Regions from separate parts of the Mus musculus genome. Here region 1 is linked to region 2. Evidence: chromatin contacts called from public HiChIP or PLAC-seq data. All regions are on one chromosome and are shown on one strand. Each heading gives the region's core, a stretch centred on a gene start, on an enhancer-like site or on the middle of the called end of the contact. The rest is flanking DNA. Distances are from core to core; before and after follow the strand shown.

Region 1 (6,331 bases), core at 1,203-3,702, 120 kb after region 2:
TTCCAGAAAGGTGCAGGGGTCTATGTTCTGCTGATTCGATAGAATGGTTGAGACCAGTCAATTTAAAAGACAGGGAATTTATTTATTTCACAGTCTGGAGGCTCAAGATCACAACTGTGCTGATGATTATGGTGAGAACCTCATGTTGTAGCGTCTCACCTGTGTTCTAATCTCTAGCGATGTGTATGGCTGTGCATGCCTGTAACTCCAGCACTGCATGGAGATAGGCAGGTCTCAGGATAAGCAGCTTAGTCAAAGGGGCAAGCTTCCAGGGCGGCGAGAGGCTGTATCAGGGCAATAAATGGATAATTGTGATGTTGACACTTGATGTTCAGCTCTGGTCAGTGCACATGGGAGCAGTGACAGGTGCAAGTACACACTTAGGTACACACCACACATTCTCACACACATATGCACATACTTACAAATACACATATACATACATATACACACATACATACACTCACATGCAGATGTACACATGAAGATATATGCTCACATATTCACACATATACACATATACACACTCACACATATACACTCATACATACTCATACACAAATACATACACACACACACAGACACACATATATATATACACACATATATACTACTCATACATATTCATACACACACACACATAAACACTCATGTACACACATACATATCACAGATATACTTTTATATACACACACACATACACATACATACACACTCACACACAGATACACAGGGTTAGGAACTATAAATGTTGGGTGAATATAAAATATATCTTTTTATTCAAGTTATATTTTTAAGTACAATTAAGGGAAATGTAATAAAGATGTATTGTGGGGTTTATAACATACATATAAAACCTGTGAGTTGGGCATGCTGGTACACATCTGTGCTTTCAGTGTTGGAGACTGAGCAAGAAAATTACTGTGAGTTTGAGACCAGCCTGGGCTATAGAGCAAGACCTTGTCTCAAAAGAAGAAAGGGACCAATCGTAAAGTACTATGACAATAACACAAAGCAGAGCCATGGGAAATAGGAGTGTACTGTAAGCTTCCTCTAAAGAGACTAAGTTACACAAAAGGATATAGGAAATGAAGAGAAAGAGAACAAAGAGTAGACAGGAGAGACAGAAAACAAGTAGCAAGCAGTAAATGCTGTAAGAAATTCAATTTCCAAGATATCAAAGACTCTGGCTGAAGAGAGGGCCCAGAGATTAAGAGCGTGTGTGCTCACCCACGGGGAGTGGACTTCAGATCCTGACACCTACACTGAACACCCCACAAATACCTGTATTCCAGTTCCAAAGGCACTGACATTCTCTTCTGACCAGGAGCACGCACAAAGCACGCATGCATGTGCATAAATAACAGAAACACTTTTTTAAAAGTTAGAGAGTTAAGTTCAGTAGAAGGAAGACTCAACTATGTTATCTATAAGGAAACTACACTTATTTGTCTTGGTGTTTTACTCTAATACAAGGTTTCATATAGCCCAGGCTGGCCTAGAACTTACAAGGTAGCCGAGGATCACTTTGAACTTCCGGTCCTCCAGCTGCAGCCTCCATATCCCACGTGTTAGTTCAGATTGGCATTCGACGCTCTATCCTACTGACTCTGCCTCCTGAGTGTGGGAACACAGGTACCATCACGCTTTGAAAAAAACTACTTTACCATAAACATCTATGGGTTAAAACTAAACGGTGAGAAAAAGCAGAGAGCAGAGACTAATTGATACACCCCCCAGGAACTTGTCTAGTCTCCACACCAGCAAATGTGGGGCAACTCTGTTCTGTGCATGAATTTGTGACTCTTCTAGAAGTGATGTAACCTTAAATAAAAGTTCTGTCACACAGTTGTATCCACTAGTTTCATGGTTTCTTCTGCAGTCTCCCCAGAGAAGCTCATGTAGGAAGTCAAAGTCCTCTGCATGACAGAACAAGGAGTTAGCCCTACCCTCAGGGGACAGCCCTACCCTCAGGGGACACCCTACCCTCAGGGGACAGCCCTACCCTCAGGGGACACCCTACCCTCAGGGGACAGCCCTACCCTCAGGGGACAGCCCTACCCTCAGGGGACAGTCCTACCCTCAGGGGACAGCCCTATCCTCAGGGGACAGCCCTATCCTCAGGGGACAGCCCTATCCCAGTGCAGGTTGGCTCCCAGAGGCTCCAGTCCAGGTAACACTGCTTTCTCTGTATAATAGACTTCCCTTCCAGCTGCCGCCAGCCCATGTGGTGGGCTTTTCTACCCTTGAAGATCACAGCATTTAGCTGCCAAGGCAGGTGCCTCTTGGCTCAGGGATATGAGATTCAAACCAGCATAGCAAACTCCTGCATCTCGGCTCCATGGTCCCTGCCAGCTGTGCCCTTTTAACTTGGAAGGTAGGACGGGGCCACTTCCAGCCAGTTACATGCTGTGGTTTCTGCCATCCTTTCCTTTCACCCTGAAGACATTTACACATCTGCAGGCAATTAGCAGGAGCAAAGCCGTGGTCTAGTCCCTCTCTGTCTAGAGCATGCACACACACATGCATGAAACACTTAATTCTTAGGAATGTCGTACAAATTCCTTTCCAAAATGTAATTTATTCTTACTGAAGCATTCTATGTATATAATTTTCAAAGTCAAATGACTCTCTGTGGCTTACGGGGAAATAAGTAGTCCCTTAACCTGACTTTCCTGAGCCAGTTCCTGCTCTCCATCTCCGCTGAGCAGGAGACAGGCTGCCTAAATGCTTATGATTCTTAACACTTCTAAACAGCCTGTTCGTACTACTGTCGTAGTTTGAATGTAGAAGGTTCTCTGCTGGCTCATGTGACTGAGGCACTTGGTCCGTAGCTGGTGGCTCTTCTTTGGCAGGATGTGGAACATTTAAGAGTAGGAGTTACACTGGAGGAAACAGGTACGGAAGGCAGGGCTTGTGGTTTTAGAGTTGTATTTTGTTACTTAAAAAAAAATTAATCATTTTATTCGTTTACACTTCAAGTGATATCCTGCTTCCCGGGTTACCCCTCCACAAATCCCCCATCTTGCCTCCCCTCTCTCCCCTCCCCTCTGCCTCTGTGAGGGTGCTCCTCCACCCACTCACCCACTCCTGCCTCACTGATCTAACATTCCCCTACCCTGGGGCATCAAGCCTCTACAGGACTAAGAGCCTCCCCTCCCATTGATGTCAGATAAGGCCATCCTCTGTTACATATGTATCTGGAGCCATGGCTCCCTCCATGTGTACTCTTTGGTTGGTGGTTTAGTCTCTGACAGCTCTGGGTGGTCAGGTTAGTTGATATTGTTCTTCCTATGGGGTTGCAATCCTCTTCAGCTCCTTCATTCAGTTCTTCCCCTAGCTCTTCCACTGGGGTCCCAGGCTCAGTTCAATGGTTGGCTGTGAGTATCTGTATTGGTCAGGTGCTGGCAGAGCCTCTCATGGAACAACCATATCAGGCTCCTGTCAGCAAGCACTTCTTGGCATCAGCAATAGTGTCTGGGTTTGGTGTCTGCAGATGGGATGGATGCCTAGGTGGGACAGTCTCTGGTTGGCTTTTCTTTCCTTCATTCTTTCTCTTCCTTCCTTCCTTCCTTCCTTCCTTCCTTCCTTCCTTCCTTCCTTCCTTCCTTTCTTTCTTTCATTTTTTTTGTCCCTGTCTTTCCTTTAGACAGTAATATTTCTGAGTTAAAACTTTTGAGATGGGTGGGTGGTCCCTTTCCTCAACTGGGGGCTGTGCCTATCTACTGGAGGTGGTCTCTGCAGGTTGTATCTCTCCTTAGTTGCATATTTCCGCTAAAGACATCCCTGATGGGTCCTGGGAACCTTTTGCTTCCCTACCATGTTACTTTTTGTTGTTGTTGTTGCTGCTGTAATAAACACGGTGACCAAAAATGATTTGTGGAGAAAGAGTCTATTTTGGCTTATGGTTTCAGAAAGACAGACAGACCATAAAGGTAGGGAGACACAGAAATGCATGACCAGAGCTGGGAGCTGAGAGACAGTGTTTTTCAGGGTTTGCAGAGAGTGAATCAGAAGTAGGCCAGGGATATAAACTTTCAAAGTCTGCCCCAGTGACACACTTCCTCCAGCAAGGATATACCTCCTAAAGGTTCTATAACCTCCCCAAGCAGCACCGGGAACTGGGGGACACGTGTTCAAATACTCAAGCCCGTGGGAGACACTTCTCATTCAAATTGCTGCAACACCCCCACCCCACCATGCTTCCTGACTTGGTAAGCACTGGGAAGCTGCCTTGGCTCGTTCCTCCAGGCAGGAGCTCCTTCCACATCCTGCTGGACCCTTCTTATACTGTGGGCCAAAGCAGGCCCTTCCTGCCTTCTGTCTGGCATTATGTCACAGCAATGAGAAAAGTGACCAGTGCTATTACTATTTTTGACTTTAAAATTAAAATTAAAAATTAAAAATTAAATTAAATTAAATTAAAATTAAAAATTAAAAAGGTAAAAGTTAGAAACCACCACGAACTTTCTGTTGCATATTATAAACTACCATACACTACTCTCTATGTTCTCCACTGAGTTATAGCCCAGAGTTTGTTTGTTCATTATTATTTAGATTGTCATTATGATTAATGCAGATACTGTTTGCCGCTAAAACATGTATTATGATTTTATTTCTATTACACCATTTAAATGATTGCCTAATTCTTATTTATTTAGTTTTATAGAAACTGTAACGCATTTAGTCCCGAGTATTCTGAAAAAAAAAATTCTCTCATCTCTCTTTTGAAGTCATCACACATCAAGTCACCTGGAACCAAGAATTTGGTGGTTTTGCTTGGGTACCGCTATTCAGTCTCCGACTGGAATGTGAAGAGTGAAGAGGGCTGTCTTCCGAGCATCATCTGGCTTTCACCATCCCACTCCCAGCCAGGATTCCTCCTGCCTTCTGCAGAGGTAACAGAAGGCCAGTCCCCTGGCTGTGTGGGCTAACGGGGGAACCTGGAGCACATTTATGTCATGTGTTAACCCCGTCCTTGCTCACATTCCTGCACGGTGTAATCTGTCCTTTTCTCTTCCCAAAGGTGCCTGTACACCAAATACAGAAATTCCCCAGGCTCAGGACAAGCACTCAGCTCCCTTTGTGCAGTTTCTTGTAGTCAGGTTACTGCTTTCTCAGCTCAGCTGTGTTGGCAGCAAGCGGTCAGCTCTACACATTCAACTCCACACAGCCAGCTCCATGCATTCAATGGCTTTTCATTTTCCTATACTTTTGGACAAGTTTAGTTTCTCTGTTTGCTTGGTTTCATCTTATTCTTTAGCAGCCCTTATTGTGGTTGCCGTATAAGTGAGTCTATCTCGTTTTCTTGTTTAAACGAACACTACTTCCAATCAGTCCTTAACTGTGTGAGCAATGCAGTTGACCTGTTTGAACTAGAAGGGGGGGGCGGGGGGGTTCACCCTCAGCCTGGAGGAGGAGGCTTTGTCTCTCCTTCAGCTTTTTTCTTTTTTAATGATTTATTTTTAGTTTATGTGCATTGGTGTTTTATCTGCGTGTGTCCCTGGAACTGGGGCTACGGACAGTGGTGGGCTGCCATGTGGGTGCTGGGAATTGAATCTGGGTCTTCTGGAAGTACAGCCAGTGCTGTTAATCTCTCCAGCTCTCTGTCAGCGTTTTACATACTTCTTGTACATTTGTGCTTCTTGGTCTCTTCAGCAGCTCCTCCATGTCTGTATACTGTCTACAAAAAGAAAAAAAAATCCCCAAGTTATACTTGCTTTAACCCCATCTCCTTAAAACAGTAGCCTTTAGCCATGGCCTTGGCATGCATGGCCAGTCCGGGGCGTAAACCTTTGGAGTGGACTTCTTGGCTTCACCCAGCTTGACTGCTAGGGAGATACAGGGAGCTTCAGATCTGTATGCTAGAGGAGGAACAGGCCACCGCGGTCATCTGGCTTCCAGGTGGGTTATCTGAGACAAACAGCTAGCCCAGGAGCTGGCACAGATCCCGTATTTTATTTTCCTGAAGAGTGCCTGTCTTCTTCTGGAAGAGGCTTGTATTACCAGCAACCTTTTCAATTATCTCAGCCTTGGTGGGTGTGGGTCCCAGGAAGACAATGGAGAAAAAGGGGGCGGGGGTGGGGGGTGGGAGCATCACAAAGTTGCAAACAAGCTTGGCTATGTTGGTAAGTGTTTTGTGTACACTCCCCCATTTCACTGAAATGCGTTTATATTTTGACTGTTTTTTTACATTCATTTACAGGGGAACCGTGGTGGGCATGCGGAGGTCACAGGACCACTCGCATGAATTGATTCTCTCCTCCTGCCAGATGGTTCCTTTCACCTCTTTCTTCTAAGTATCTGAGCAGGTCTCGTTAATTTGACAAAC
Region 2 (6,863 bases), core at 3,365-5,864:
TCCTGGGTTGGTGTGCTGAGTGCAGTAACATGGCCCACAAAACATAGGTTTCTGTTTGGCCAGTGAGAGCCAATCTTGAAAAGCAACGTAGGTGGGGTTGAGGGATGGGAAGCCCTGATGGACAGTCAAGAGTCTCTCTGTTGGGTCTTCTAGGGCTCTGAACAATGGAAGGCACTGCTTACCACTATCAGGAGTGAAAGCCATGATCGAAATGGGGGATACCGGGCGCCTCAGGATGTAGTTAGTATTTGCAATGTAAAAATGACACTGAAAGAGAACTGACAGACTGTGATATCTCACTGCAAGCTAGGGCTGAAGAGAGAATACAGAAGCAACAGGGCACAGAGATGGGCCTGCAAGAGAGAGTTAGGGAGCTAGATGCCCTTCAGGGGACGGATGTTGGACTAAGTCCACCTCTGAGCAAAAGGTACACAGGACACCTCTTAAAGTTCCCTTGGTGCTTAGTTCAAAGAGGATAATGGGGAAAATACTTATTCTTTTGATGTTTATAAATCAAAGCCTAAATCCTATGCCAAAACAATTTAACATCTACACCCTTTTTTTCATATTATTAGTTTTTAAAACTGAAAATGTGAAAAATTGTAGGAAATATACAAACATCTTAGAAATTAAGCTGAATATTTCCTTTTTTTAAAAAAAGCTTTAAAACACACAGCAATATAAATGATATGGGCATATTTTTTCCTTATAACCTACATGTAGACAAACTCAGAAGTCTTCATAAACCTTAGATAACAAGGCTAAATAGACATCAGTGATATGTAACATACAATTAGCCATGGAAAGTGGGAATTAAAAAACACTTCAAAATTTTAGTTAAGGTAGTTTAAATACTTCACACAAATTTATTACTGATGATGATGTAAAAGCCAAGTGTGAATGAACATTATTTAAATAAAACCATTTTAAGGATTCAAAGGGAACTAAAAAACAACTTTTTTGTCAAGATAAACTCAAATTCAGTTATTTCTGCCATTCCACCCCCACCTTAAGACCCAGCATAGTGCATCCTGAAATGTTACAGTTGGGAGGTAAGAAAGCTTGAATGTCATAATAATTCCAGAAACAGGTGGAAGGCTACGGAGGGACAATGCCGTCTCTAGAAGCTGGGAAAGAGCAGAAAACCGTTTCCCACATTCCAGTACATGAAATGCTCACACAATCCGCAGGAAGGGACAGCCGCATCAATATAATGAATGGGAAGAACAGTTAAAAGTGTAAATTAGAGTTCCCCTAAGGTAAGCATTCTGCTCTACACAGGTCTGCTCCAGCCCAGCTTTTACATCTTATTTTCCCAACCTCTCCCTTCCTTTACATTAGTGGAGAGAAATGGGGATCGCCTCTAAGCTAGAGCCCTTTTACAATTGGTTAGGTTGATTTATAATAAACGGCCCGTGTGTGGACAGGAACCGAGAGAGCTTTTTTTCCAAGTAACTATGTATGGCTGAGGAGGCCCCAAACTGGACTCTGGAGAAACAGGGCTGCTTTGTGTTTGGACTCAGCTTCCTTGGCTAAAAGAGGCATACGGGTGGATATAGAGAGCGGGAGTGCCACACTGCAATCTTGGAAACTCCAGAAGGAGGGAGAAAAGACTTCAAAGGATGATGAGATAAGAAAGAAGGGTTTCTGCTAGAAACCAACTAACAAGGGAGGAGGGTCCCAGCACTTCCTGACGCTGCTTCTGTGCCACCCCCAGTTATCTTGAACATCCCACAAAAAAGTCACCAACAGTAGACAAGCAGTCATGATCTTTACTGACATACAATAAGGGAAAGGACAAAAAGAGCCTATGACTTCCTAAACCTTGATCTTAGCAAAGCCAGAGCCACGTCAGATCATCAGATTGGAGAACCTGGGGGAATGGCATTTCTAGTTTCTTTCTAACCAGACTGTGTCTGACAAAAGTAACTACCTCACTCTAAGTGACATCTGTAGAGGAGAAAATCCACCCTGGGGTGAAGCACACTCCTCCTGCAAGTAATTTACCTTGCAAGCCTTCAGGGCAACTCCTCTTAATGGCCACCGTCAAAATAACTTCCAAAGCCATATACAGAAGCTCAAAGACATTTCTGGCCCCTTGGTACTGCAGTTTCATTTTACTAACAAAGTTTTAAAACGTTCCCTCACATTTCTTGGCATCCCGAAGTGACAAGTGTGTGCTTAAGAGACAATTATTTGTTGTGTGAGGAAAACTAGATGGCTTTTTCTCACCACAGGGCAGGGTCACTTTTCCAAGCTGATGATCTGAGGTATAAAATATGAGTATGGGCCTGGGATACAGGTCTAACTTCTTCTAGGGGAAAGGTCATAAAAACCAAATCATCCTCTGTATAAACCATATATTTCTAAGGCAATGGATTTATGTGAGCTAAGATTTCTTATGTGAATTCCAACCCAGGTGCACAGATCACTGGATCACTGGTGTGTGTGTGTGTGTGTGTATCCTAGGAAATATTCATGGGCAGGTTATTCAAACTAGTAACCATTTTCTCTGTGACAGACAGAGCTCCAGGGAATCCTTACCAGTCTGCATGGGTGGACATGAGAGTACAAATTAAGTTATGCAGCTGTCTGAACACAATCTGAGTTCTCAAACTCTGAGGAGCTCACACCTTAAAAGAGTCCATCAAAGTGTCTGAGGATTCAGCTACAACAGAACACAGTCAACACCTGAGTGGAGACAGTTACAGTTTCTGTAAAACTGAAGTTTGTGAACTTGCAACAATAAATAAGATAATGAGTCATATTTTTTAACTATCTGAAAGTATGCTAAAAAGAACAGTTATTAAAATTCTCCAGAGAAAGAAGGGCAGCTGTCTGTATCTATTTTAAAAGAAAAATAAAATACAGCACAAATTGTAACACTTGAAGTAATGTGCAAAATTACACTTTGATGCATACAATTTTAAGAAAGGTATAATAATATGCATCAACAAATTTGGGGAGGGGCGAATGAGAAAGTTACATGTTTCACTACTTAACAAAAGTTTTAACGCACAAACATCAATTTGTAAACTAAACCTCTGTTAAATTCGAAAAGATCCCATGAAATCTAACAGCACAGTGAAGACAACGAGCAAGTAAAAACAGACTGCCAAAAAAGATTTGCCAAAATGCTGTTTTTCAGTTCACCTATACTGTCACACCAAAATCTTGTTGCTTTAATAAGAAAAATTTACTTCTTATTGTTGATATATCTGTTCTGTGTTTCCATGCAGTAACAGGTTCTCTCTCTCTCTCTCTCTCTCTCTCTCTCTCTCTCTCTCTCTCTCTCTCTCTCTCTCTCTCTCTCTCTCACACACACACTCTGACAGGGATTCCCAGGACACCAGTGGGGCCTCTTTCAAGCCCCTTAAGTGTTAACAGCAGAGGCCTGGCTGTGACCAGGCGTCTGGCCCGATTTAAATGCCCTCATCTTCAGAGGTCTGCGGTGAGCCTAGCCATAAAACTAGGGGACATTACCGAACCCCAGAGTGTCTGATCTTCCCCCCCCCCCCCGCACTGCATACAACTTCACTCATACAATTAAGGCTGCTAGTTGGCATTCCATTTAACTGTCAAACTCAGGCTGGTGGCAGCCCCACAGCCACAAAGAGATGCCTTAAACGAGAAGAACATGTTTCTACACCGCATTTGAGAAAGTTTGGCTCCGAGCTATGTACTGATTGATATCAGATCTCTCTCACTTGCCTCTCCAATCTTGTCACATCTGGCTGACAAATCCCCAGGAGTTTATCCGAAGTCGTGAGGCCAGTAGGGTTAAGGGGCTCCCCTGGGGAAGCAGCGCCCGTGGACAGCGGACACCCGAAGCGGATGCTGGGGTACGCCCGGCTGGAACCCCGCTGCGGGGTGGACAGTCACTGGGCCACTAAGCACCTCACCTCTGCATTGCCAGGATCCCTTCCTGTCACTCTCAGGTAAACCATCTCCAAAGAGACTGGACCTTGGCCCTCTGGCTTCCCCATCAGCATCCGGATGCGCTCCTCCAAGTCCCTGAGCGACCGGAGGGCACGAACACCCCTCACTGTCCCACGCTCGACAAGCCAGGCGGAACGCCGGCAAACCAACGCACTCCTTCAGCGCGGTTCAACTGCGAGCATCCGTCCTCTTCAGACACGTCTAACTAAGCTGACGGTTTGCGGCGCTTTTGGTCTTTTGTCTCTTCCCTTTTAAAAAAGCAAGGATTTGTCCCTCAGGGGACCGGCGCCCCCTCCACGCCCCTCGGGCGTCTCCGCGACTCTCCTCCCGGGATGACCGAAGGTCACGGCTTGAAATACCAGACAGATGGACGTCCCTGCGCCAACAGCGGTTGGACAGGGGCTCTGGGGTGTAAGAGAAACGGGGCGCCGCTCACGGGTCACCTCGCTGCGACCGGGCACAGGCTGCGAGGAACTGCAGTTCGGCCTCCCGGGACGCACACACGGCGCCGACGACGAGCAGGTGGCCCTCGTAGGGCGGCCCCGCGCCCGTCGCCCGCGCGACCGCTTACCTCAGCCATCCTGCAGCCGCTGCGGAGCCGGCCTTCCCGGCGCGCGTCCCCTGCCCGGGCCGCTCCGCGTCCGCCCCGGCTCGGCGACCGCCGCATCCACGCTCTGGCCGTCTGGGCCACCCCCGCCCCCCCTGCGCAGGAGAAGTGGGCGGCTCCCCGCGGCGCCGGGTGACCGCGCCGGCCCTTGCGCCCCTCGTGCACCCTCGCGTCCGCCCCGCGCCCCGGGGTCCGCCCCTCCGCTCGCCCCGCCCCGCGCCCCTACTCCGGCCGCCGGGGGCTGCGGGCGACGCTCGAGGGGGTGTGGGGAGGCCACGCAGAGTCGCCTCGGTTGAGGCCAGGCCGCGGCCCCCCGCGCACAGCGGAGACCTCGGCGGCCGCGGGCGCGGAGGTGTCTGCCCCCGGCGGGCTTGAAGGCACTTGTTGAGAAGGAGACAGACGTGTCGGTGTTTGCCTCTCCCCGGCGAGGGCGAAACGCTCTCTGAAGTTCCCTGGCTCTGCTCTCTCGGGCTGATGCAGCCTCCCTCGCCTCCCCCGGAGGCGCCTCGGGTCCCGGTGTGGACCAGGCAGAAGGCTGCACTGCCCCCGCCCCCACCGGGAACTTTTTATTTCCACAGATGTGGGGACTTGGGTCGGGTCGTGGAGGCTTGATTGGGAACTCAAACACCCCGGTCTCTTGTGTGCTCTGTGTTAAAGTCCCGGTGTTACCGCTTGCCTGGGACAGGTGACTTCGCTCTCAGAGTTGGAAAGCGGGATTAGACTTAACTAGGTTCTAAGGAGACACGGAGATGAAGTGATAAATCAAACAAGAGTTTCGTCCCCTGGGAGCCGATGGGGAGGGGCTCGCCAGGAGAACCTGCTTTCCGGGGCCTGAGGACAAAGAAAAAGAATCCTTCGGCCCTAAGAACAGGGGAAGATTGTCCACAGCTGGTGTGAAACAGAACCAGGTTTTACTATATAGCTCTTGGGCAGGGCGGGACCTGAGACCTGAAGAGAGGCCAAAGTGTTTGGCTTTTTGGGTCTGTCCTTTTTAGAAGTAAGAGAGCCTAGACTTGGAGTGGCAGGTCCTGTTTCTTTTTTTTTTTTTTTTTTTTCTTTTTTTTTCCCCCAATTTGTTGCACCTGCTTCGCTGCTGGTGGGCGTCCTTGAAAAGGGAACACAGTCCTGCACAAATCAGAGATGCCGGGACAAAGAAAGAGTTGCAAACAGAAGACAGGATGCCAGTTACCCCACGTGCTGACAACAGGCTTCAGAGGGGGGAAAGGTGAGAACAGGACACATGACAGAAAAAAAAGTGTGGGCATCTGTGCTGCACGGGGTCCGGAAACTGGACACCTGGATTTCCCCCAGGTGCCTGTTCTGGGTCTACCTGGTGGTACTTTTCCTTGCAGGCATGAAGTTGCCTAGCCATTGCGATAACATTGACCTGGAGATGCGCATTAATATTGCCACATGGCAAACTTCATTATGAAGCCTTGTTTTATTAATGACCAAGCTAAACTGGTTGGTTACCTTCTGTTTGCTCTTTCCCAAACAGCTACAGTCCACCACACCACCCAACGTTTTAGGCCTTTCTTCTGGTCCTTTCTTTTGTGGCTATTGTTTCAAGGTGTTCTCTTCAGAGAGGATTGTGTCCCTGGCTCAGAAGCCTTCCCTGACCCACCAGGCCTCCACTCCACATATTTCTGCACCCTTCACTTGTTTCTGCCTCCCTCCATGCTTACTGCATTTTGAAGCCTAGAGGTGTTTCCTTGTCCTAATTTCTTGGCCATTGCACATCTTAGTGGATTCTGTGCAATGAGTTGCTGTAGCTGACAGGACACTTGCTTAGGAGTTAGAGTGACCTGGGCTTGTTCTCAACAAGTGGAAACTGCTGGAGGAAGCTAGCCAATTCGGTCTCCCTTTTCTGATCTGTAAAAGTGGACCTGAAACCACCTCTAAATTCAGGCTGGCAAGCTAAATAAAATAATCTCTCTTACTACATGTAGAGCTTATTTTTATTAACTAAATTAATTAACTAACTCTTGTAGAAGTTTAGAACATTTATATTTCCTTGTTATACATGCACCAAAATGTCTAAATCCCAGTAAATGGTCCATTTAAATATTCTAAATGTTTTTCAAAGTTTGTGTTCATTGCAAATGATTTAGTAAAGCCTTCCACCAGTGACAGATACTGGAGTCAACGTGTTAACTTTATTCCTGCTTACAAACACAGGGACGATTTGGGATGGGTTTGAACACATGAAAACAGGCTGCCTCTCTCAAAATGTATTACATTTTACCTACAGGGAATGAATAGGTCTAGATGAAAATTACTAATCAATCTCCCGAAGGTTCTTTTAGAATAACATATC

Evidence for each region. HiChIP or PLAC-seq counts read pairs in DNA pulled down with a chosen protein or histone mark.
Region 1: an H3K4me3 HiChIP or PLAC-seq map of craniofacial prominence shows a contact between it and region 2, with 6 times the contacts expected there. The contact joins the enhancer-like site here to the promoter of Bnc1 in region 2. A contact is called at or near these places in 12 of 39 promoter capture datasets (the C10 cell line, the HPC-7 cell line, cranial neural crest and 6 more), 7 of 484 Hi-C or Micro-C datasets (embryonic fibroblasts, embryonic stem cells, morula and 1 more), 5 of 115 datasets of contacts at active chromatin or transcription factors (cardiomyocytes, craniofacial prominence, embryonic stem cells and 2 more) and 2 of 9 other capture datasets (macrophages and pancreatic islet).

Annotation. Positions count from the first base shown.
Region 1 is chr7:82,107,354-82,113,684 of GRCm38.p6, forward strand. No RefSeq gene overlaps it. Among named protein-coding and RNA genes, the nearest start is that of Gm32850, 9.5 kb to the right of the region's middle. Within about 2 kb of position 2,453, at least 41 of the 459 cell types and tissues checked have an H3K27ac peak or open chromatin away from gene starts, as enhancers often do. A contact at or near this core is called in craniofacial prominence, morula and second pharyngeal arch cranial neural crest, where this site is marked.
Region 2 is chr7:81,987,685-81,994,547 of GRCm38.p6, forward strand. It overlaps Bnc1 (basonuclin 1), which reads right to left and starts at 4,615. Exons shown (of 5, transcript NM_007562.2): 1 at 4,511-4,615. The coding sequence starts at 4,606.